3 separate regions of the Mus musculus genome follow, and all the other regions are linked to region 2. Evidence: chromatin contacts called from public Hi-C and promoter capture Hi-C data. All regions are on one chromosome and are shown on one strand. Each heading gives the region's core, a stretch centred on a gene start, on an enhancer-like site or on the middle of the called end of the contact. The rest is flanking DNA. Distances are from core to core; before and after follow the strand shown.

Region 1 (2,700 bases), core at 54-2,553, 220 kb before region 2:
CAGGGTCAGTTCTTACTCATCTTGTCTCCATTGTCCGGCCTCAGGCATGGCAGTTCATAGTGAATAGCAGGTGCAATACACGCTTGACTGGTTAAGCACAAACTTTCTCAGCTCATGACTCACTAGGGAAAGAGTAGGAGAATAAACAATAGGACTCTTGATAGAAGAATAAGTTGTGATCCAGTGAAATGCAGATTATGGGCACTGGGTGGTGGGAACAATTGGCTGGAAAAGAAGGCTGGTTCCCACAGTCCAGAGAGGGCTATTTTTCACAAGCCGAGAGAAGAGGGCTCACAGGATCCCTAAACCATTGGTTTTCCCTCAAGCCCAACAAACCAGATATAGAGATGGATATAATGTCTATTAGGCAGAAAAGCAAATAGTCTTGGGTTCCTTCCTTGCCCAAAGCCATGCAACCTGTAAGTATTACCAGAGACAAAATGAACAGAATACCAAAGTAGTGATCACAGAAAAATAAAACAAATCAAAACAAACAACAACAACAACAACAACAAACAAACAAAAACCTTATTTACAGCAAATTGGAACAAGGGGGAATTGCTTCCAAAATGAATTCCCAGAAACTGGGGAAAGCTGCAGTTTATAAGAGGAATGCAGACTCTGGAGGCAAAAGGTGTCATCACATCTGGGAGGGAGTTTCCTGCAGAGTTAGTCAGATTGCATGCTCTTTCACTCATCCAAGCTATGAAAGTGAAAAATTGAGGACCTTGAGGCAGTATCATCTGCCTCAGAGTTATACTTCTGAACAACCTTAAAAGTGAGGAAAAACAAGCCGGGTATGGTGGCTCACGCCTTTAATCCCAGCACTCGGGAGGCAGAGGCAGGTGGATTTCTGAGTTCGAGGCCAGCCTGGTCTACAAAGTGAGTTCCAGGACAGCCAGGACTATACAGAGAAACCCTGTCTCGAAAAACCAAAAATAAATAAATAAATAAATAAATAAAAATGAGGAAGAACAGCTCATTATTGGGGCTCAGAATGCTGAATATGAACCCTGTCACTTTCCTGCTTTCTGGTAAACTGACAGGGATGTTGGGGGAGTGCAATTTCTTTTAATCTCAGAGGTCGTTTCCCCCTAATCTGGCGGTTCTTTGCTGTCCCTGGGACTGCCTACAACTCATCCCAGACTAGCGGTGGAACCCCTACAGAGCTGGAGTAACCGGGAGACTGGGGCTTGGAAGTTTAGCCTTGGATAGAAGGTTATTTTCTACGTTTAGGCGCTGGAAACTGGATGTTCTCAGGACCGCGCAGCCAGAGGCAACGCTAACCTTGGTCCTTTAGAGCTTCCATAGATAGTAATAATACAGGGACCCACTGCTCCTGAGACCAGAGATCCGTATTTTAAAGTTCAAGTGCTTCTTGGTGATTTAGTGCGGTTTCTTCGCCCACTAAAACCGCCAAGGTAATACAGTTTTATTCCGAGCGTCCGGAGATTCCGCCCTTGGACCTGGCGCCGGAAGTGCTGCGTGCGGTCACTTCCGTCGCACTGGCGGGCGCCAAGATGGACGCTCCGTGGGCTCGGGAGCAGCTACGGCGGCGTTACCTGTTTCCTTCCGAAGTAGAGCTGGACTGCGAGGACGAGGCCAAGCCGGGTGAGGCTCCCCAGACTCTGGGGCCCAGAGTGGGGCCGCGAGTCGGTGTCCAGGGTCCTGACAGGTCTTTCAACCATCCCATCCTCCCCTGAGCCGTATTTCCGCATTCCGTGGAGAGTCGACTTAATGCCGGCTTGGAAACCCCCTTTAAAACTAAAACCAAAACCGACCACTTCAGCTTTGCCCCAATGTAATACGGTACGGATGTATGTACTTAGCTGCCTGTCAGCAGAAAGCTAGCAAAAATCAGTTTGGATTAGATGTATCTCTGCCTGGACATCAGATAGACTTTTCTGTATCCCTGTGGGCCGTTTTCAGAAGGTATCTCAGAACAATATTTATGACATGTCACCATTTGGGTACGAACTACACTCCATTATGTGTTTTTGCCTGTAGATGCACAGAATAAAAAGCAATTTCATAGGAACGAATCATGCTAGCTTCCTATAGGCTAGAGAACGGTAAGGATGAGATACACTTTATTTTAGAGCTGTTTGACCTGGATATTGTAAGAACTTTATTTGTTAGCTTTTCAAAATAAACACTGGCAGTTTGTGTGCATTTTGAGAATATCTTCAAGAATTTGTGTTAGTAGTAACCTCTCTACAGACTGATAGTCTAGAGACCTCACTTGGAAACCAGTAGTCCTCATACAGAGATGGCATGTCGGAATCCCTTCATTTTGTTTGCAGGGAGAGCAGTGACTCGCCTGTCAACTGTGCAGTCTATGCTGTCTTCCGGGGCTACAGCTCTGGTGTGTTACTCCATGTTGGAGCTACCCCAAAAGCTGATGTCTGTTTAAAATATTTTGGTATAAATTTTATTGTATTTGGCGTTTTCCTTTTATTAGTGTATGCGCACTCATTAATTGGTACACGTGCTTTTGGAGGCCAGAGATTGCGCATCTTGCTCTTTTGGTCTCCACATTTTTTTTGAGACTAGATGTCCCTTGGCCCCTGGATCCACCTGTCTCTGTGGATGCTGGGGATGAACTCAGGTTCTCATGTTTGTGCAGCAACCATGTTACCTGCTGAACCCTCTCATTCCCCTGCTTTTGACATTTTACTTAGTTAACATAATTAATTACTT
Region 2 (2,700 bases), core at 187-2,686:
TAGAGGTTTTCTCATTACCTCAGACCCATTGCCAAAGCCCCTTCCTCTGAACAGCTTCCTGAAAGCCACCACCCATGTGCCTCCCCCAGCTCCTCCCCCCCCACCCCCCCACTCCCTGCCATCTCTCATGTTTATCTCTGATTCAACTTTGGATCCTAACACTGCAGCTTCTACAGTGTGTAAGCTTTGACCAGTAACATGGCCACTCCTTGATCAGCTTCCTCATCTTTAAGATGAGGGTGGTAATAGAATCCACACCATAAGGGGTTTGCAGGAGAAGAAGAGGGCCGGGCACTGCATGTGTGCCCTGTCAGGTTCCAGGGGGTGGGGCTTATCCTGAGGGCTGGGACTAGGTTGCTTGTCTCCTGTGTCTGGTGCCAAGCCTGCTGCCGAGGCAGTGTGCAGTTCCTGCGTGCTGGGGGCATGGTGGAACTGCCTAGTGCCAGCTATCTTAAGCCTCTTTTCTAGACCCTGCCACCTCCCCATGGCTCTCAACTCTCATCTTAATTAAGGGTGGACTACTCCCATCAGATCTGGAAGGGTCCTGCTCGGCAAGGGAGAATGGCATATAGAAGCTGTCTCCTGCCTCAGCCCCTCTTCTGGGGCGGGGGGGGGGGGGAGGGGTTTCCTTGCTTCTCTGTCTCTCTGTCTCTGTCTCTCTGTCTGTCTCTGTCTGTCTGTCTCTCTCTCTCTGTCTCTCTCTCTCTCTGTCTCTCTGTCTCTCTCTCTCTCTCTCTCTCTCTCTCTCTCTCTCTCACACACACACACACACACACACACACACACACACACACACTTCTTCCCACTGGACACAGATAAGAGGAGGAGTCTATGATCAAGAGTATTACTGTTTGCCTGCCCTAGGAAAGAAAAGGCAGTCAGCTCTGAGCAAGCATGAGAGAGCTGTCCACCAGAGCCTCATTCTCAGTGCCCTGATGGGATGGCAGAGGTGGTAGAGAGTGAAGGCTAAGGAGAGAGAGAGAGAGAGAGAGAGAGAGAGAGAGAGAGAGAGAGAGAGAGAGAGAGAGAGAGAGTTCAAACTCCAAACTCCAGCGTTCCCGCTCCAGGTGGTATGCTCCACAGCTGCCAGACAGGGGCTGAGCTCTGTCTGGTAGTAGCAGCTACCCAGGCCTGCACCCCCCACAGGACAGAAGCCGGTCTGTGTTTACCTTTGTCCTCCTCTGCTGGTGACCCACAGAGAGCTCCCCAGGGCCACCGGTGTCACACATCAGGGAAGCTAAAGCAAGCTCCCTGGAATCCATCTTTTTTCTTCCTGGCTCCAGGACCCTGGACTTGCCAGGGCATCTCTGCAGCGAGGAGGCAGAGTCCACAGGAAGGAGGGCAGAGCAGGAAGCGTGGCTCTGTGATCATGCCTGAACAGGAAGCGAGCGACATTGCTCCCCTGCTCCCAAGCAACTGAGACAGCTTCGCTCCCCGGAGTCACGCCCAAGTCATGGTTTTTTTTTGGTTTCGTTTTGTTTTGTTTGGCTCCCCTCCCCCCCCCCCTCCATTTATGATTCTCTCTAACAAGGCCAGAGCTCTGGATGGGGCAGCTGGCACAAACCCAGAGAAACCTCCTAAGAATCAAGGCCAAAGGTTGTTGGCTTTCTCCTTAGAAGCTGGATGGGTTCCAGCACTGACTCCTCCTCTTATCTGTGTCCACGGGCAAGTCTTGGCCGTGCTCTGAGCTTCCATTCTGTCGGGGCAAAATGAAATATTGATCTTTCTCTAATTGTCCTGCAGAGTCAGTTCTGCTGCTCAAAGAGCAAATGGGCAGAGCAGCGTGCAGCGATGTCGGTGGCCCTCTCTGCAGGTCCTAACTGGCTCAATAAAAGCGTAACGCGTAACGAGACAACGACCTTGTATGCCCCAGGACAGCCTGAGAATTAATTTACTCTGTGGTCAGTTTGCTTCAATGTCAGTCAGAGAAGTATTTTCAGTGAGCCATGGTCAAGGCAGGCTACGTAAATTATGTGTTCTGATAGGGTGGGAGGGGACAGAAGCAGGCTTGGTCAATGAGGAATGTGTAGGGAGTGAGGGGCAGTGTTCAAGTCCCCACACAAGACTCTGAGAAGCTGTGTCTGGAAAGGACATGTGGAGATAAAGAAGGTGAGAAAGGAAACTTCTGGGGACATGATTGTCACATGCACGTGAAGGCATCCAGCCCAGATGAGACAATGCTGTCCATGGTAATGGAAGGAGACAATGCTGTCCAGGGTAAGCAGGGACCACCCTGGGCGAGAAAGACCAGCCTCGGTTCAATGCCAGGGATTCACAGAGCCCAGGTAACTGCTCAGCCTGACATTCCTCACCCTGGGACACCTTCTGCAGGCACAGATAGCCAGATAGCTGATGCTGGTGACAGGGAAAAAAAAAGCCTACATGGCTGGGGCCTAAGGTGCAGGAGGGATCTGCAGAAGAGAAGTTGGGGATAGCCGCATTCCTTCACACCAAGGACTTCACAGTCATGGTCTCCTTTCTCCCTCACCTGCTCCCCAGCTTCCCTCTGTGCTGTTTTCTTTTCCACTGCAACAGTTCTCATCAGCTAGTAAAAGCTTGCTGAGATGCATCAGGTGACCCCTATCCGACTTAAAACTTCCCGGGTTCACCCTGGACAAGTTCAAGAGCACCAGGATACAGGTGGTTAACACACACGTGCAAGAACAGCTGGGCACTCTGTCAGGGAGGGTGCCAAGGCCC
Region 3 (2,700 bases), core at 171-2,670, 160 kb after region 2:
AGGGGTTTCTCTGACTCCAATTCTTCCCACCAGAGGAAACGTTATAAAACCCAGAATCTATGCTCAAAGGAATTTCTCTTCTTTGTTTAGCAATTTTCTGGACGTATACAGCTGGTCCTAGTGAGGGCTGTTAATGGTTTTTTTTTTCCAAAGTTTTGCTCAAAGGCCAAGTTTCCAGTTGTAATAATGGGAAAACAGAACCCAGCATTTTTGACATTGTAAGGGCATTAGAGTGAGCTGAGGAAGTGAATGGTCATTTGTGCCAACCGTTGAGTCCCTGCATCTAGCGGGGCAGGTATAACCACAGAGTGTTTCACAAGCAAAGGAAGGGAAGTAGCTTCTATAATAAGGAACCTGTTGCATGAGTCTGAACCTATGTTTTCAAACCACCCATGGATATTCAACACGTTAACCCCTCCCAGATGACTCCCCTGTGTTCTTACTTCAGTGTGCTCGTGTTCTCTGATTCTGATTCTTTGGCATGATACTTTTCAGGGTTCCCCCACCTGTCCCTGGTGCACACAGTTTAGAGCTGTAGAGGCCCTGGAAGGTGATGTCCTGGGAGAGGCAGGGCTCGTGAATACAAATGAATAGAAATGCCAACGTTTTCCTTTCCTTCCAGCAAGTCACTTTCTCTGTGGTTCACTGACCTTTGCATAAGGGATGCAGAGAGCTGAACCCACCGCTCTTTCCAGCCAGAGATCTTTGAAAGCATTCTTTCAGGAAGAATCTATAGGACTGTTAAAGTCTTGGTTCCTGCAGGGTGCTCCGCCTGCATCCCCACCCCTGCCCCAGGTAAAGGCTGGTCTACCACTGCTCAAGCTCCTCAGTGATAAGGCAGTTGCCTAGCTGCAATTCAAATCCCCGGGAGGGAAATGGGGAAGAGCTTTGTCTTAGGCAAGCTGCTAGGTTTTAGGATAGGAAAAGAGTAGCTTTGGGAATGAGTCTGAATGCCAGCTGTTCCATTTACAGGTGAGGATGCCTAGGCCTGGGCTGGCAAAATCTTGCTCCCAGGATCATTCAGATAGTACTGACGCTTCCTTGGGGCTAGGTATGTAATGCCTAGCAGACAAATCCACACAAGAATGTCTGGTCAAGGGTAAGACTGTTCCTAAAATTGTTATATCGGGTTCCCCTCTCAGGCTTTAAGCAGTTTTTCTGAGAGGGGTTCCTGTTGCTCATCTCACCACACAAGACCTTTGTATTCCTCAAAATGGACACATGGAGCCTGTCCAACTTTGCTGTGGCCTGACCTCTGACCTCTGGCCTGGGCAGGAGTGCAGGTCTTGAGTGATAGAGAGCAGCCACTTCAGCAGCAATCCTTCCCTGGGCTTCCCTGCCCCAGGATGGTGCTCCCTCCTGCTCCATCTTGCAGGGCACCTCAGCAGCACAGTCTGTGTTTGTTTGTAGAGGGTAGCAGGACTCTTAGATGAGTGTGAAATGTCAAGACTCAGAGTTCAGCTAAGAAGGACTCCCACTCAGTCCTAGCTGTCTTGAGTAACAGAGTGGGTAGTTTAACTCCATTTTTTGTTCCAAAATTGGGAGTTGTTTAAAAGGGCCGAGAGGTAGGCCCAGTACCACCTTGTCAGTAACTGGTCAAGGACTCAGGGACACAGATTCTAGAAGCTAGGAAGAAAACAGCCAAGGAGCATGATCTGGACCTCAGATTTGAGAGCAGCAGCAGCTGATGGTCACAGCAGCACAGGTGTCTTAACAGCTGGTTCAGGCTAATCAGGCCCATGGGCACTCCGAAGGAGGAGCGATATGGGGCTCTGTAGCTCACCCTAGCTGACCTGGCCATGTGCAGGCATCCTCTTGACAGAGGGAGGATGCCACAAAGATGGAAAGAATAGCCCTGAGCCTCGGTTCAGGCTCTCTTCCAAAAAGGCAAATATTTCCCACATGGTCAACTAGGTCATGGGGGGGGGGGGGCGGGGGATTCCTGTTTATATTGTTCATCAGCCGAATATGCAAGCCAGGATTTTGATGTGAAAAGATGGCCATATGAAGCCAGCCCCACCATCTGTCCCAGGCTCAGCTTCTGTTTAAGCAGTTCACAGTTTTAATTATAACCAAGGGGATGGGCCAGAGGACAGCTTAAGGAAATGACAATCAAGTAAGAAGCTAAAACAACGATGACTTCAGTTTGAACAATGCAATTAGATATTTTTAGAGATGGTAGTTAAGATGTGCTTTAAGAAAATGTTTGCTGGACATGGTGGCGCAAGCCTTTAATCCCAGCACTTGGGAGGCAGAGACAGGCGGATTTCTGAGTTCGAGGCCAGCCTGGTCTACAGAGTGAGTTCCAGGACAGCCAGGGCTACACAGAGAAACCCTGTCTCGAAAAACCAAAAAGAAGAAGAAGAAGAAGAAGAAGAAGAAGAAGAAGAAGAAGAAGAAGAAGAAGAAGAAGAAGAAGAAGAAGAAGAAGAAGAGGAAGAAAATGTTTATGTGCACCACGGACATGCAGTGTTCATGCAAGCCAGGAAGGCATCAAACTGCCTATGATAGGTGGGCATGAGCCAACTGATATGCATACTGGGAACTGAACTGGGTCCTCGGTAAGACTAGCAAGGGCTCTTAACTACTGAGCCATCTCTTCAGCCCTGAGATGGTATTTCAAACTAGGTTGAACCTCAGACAATATCAAGGATTTTTAACTTTTTTTTTAATAATTATTTTTAGAGATTTATTTATTTA

What was found. Hi-C and Micro-C count contacts between places; a contact is called where the count stands out from the background. Capture Hi-C pulls out chosen DNA fragments and counts their contacts.
Region 1: a promoter capture Hi-C map of liver shows a contact between it and region 2. The contact joins the promoter of Tmem128 here to the promoter of Slc2a9 in region 2. A contact is called at or near these places in 4 of 39 promoter capture datasets (cranial neural crest, liver, neutrophils and 1 more), 3 of 484 Hi-C or Micro-C datasets (Sertoli cells, bone marrow-derived macrophages and double positive thymocytes), 11 of 115 datasets of contacts at active chromatin or transcription factors (the 230-238 cell line, bone marrow-derived macrophages, effector CD8 T cells and 5 more) and 4 of 9 other capture datasets (adipose tissue, liver, macrophages and 1 more).
Region 3: a contact with region 2 is called in a Hi-C map of cerebellum, with 2.1 times the contacts expected there. The contact joins the enhancer-like site here to the promoter of Slc2a9 in region 2. A contact is called at or near these places in 14 of 484 Hi-C or Micro-C datasets (the C2C12 cell line, the N1E-115 cell line, adipose-derived mesenchymal stem cells and 8 more) and 1 of 9 other capture datasets (pancreatic islet).

What each region holds. Positions count from the first base shown.
Region 1 is chr5:38,258,882-38,261,581 of GRCm38.p6, forward strand. Tmem128 (transmembrane protein 128) reads left to right here and starts at 1,304. Exons shown (of 5, transcript NM_025480.4): 1 at 1,304-1,611. The coding sequence starts at 1,521.
Region 2 is chr5:38,478,870-38,481,569 of GRCm38.p6, forward strand. Slc2a9 (solute carrier family 2 (facilitated glucose transporter), member 9) reads right to left here and starts at 1,437. Exons shown (of 12, transcript NM_001102414.1): 1 at 1,170-1,437. The coding sequence starts at 1,262.
Region 3 is chr5:38,634,646-38,637,345 of GRCm38.p6, forward strand. No RefSeq gene overlaps it. Among named protein-coding and RNA genes, the nearest start is that of Zfp518b, 49 kb to the right of the region's middle. Within about 2 kb of position 1,421, at least 15 of the 459 cell types and tissues checked have an H3K27ac peak or open chromatin away from gene starts, as enhancers often do. A contact at or near this core is called in cerebellum, where this site is marked.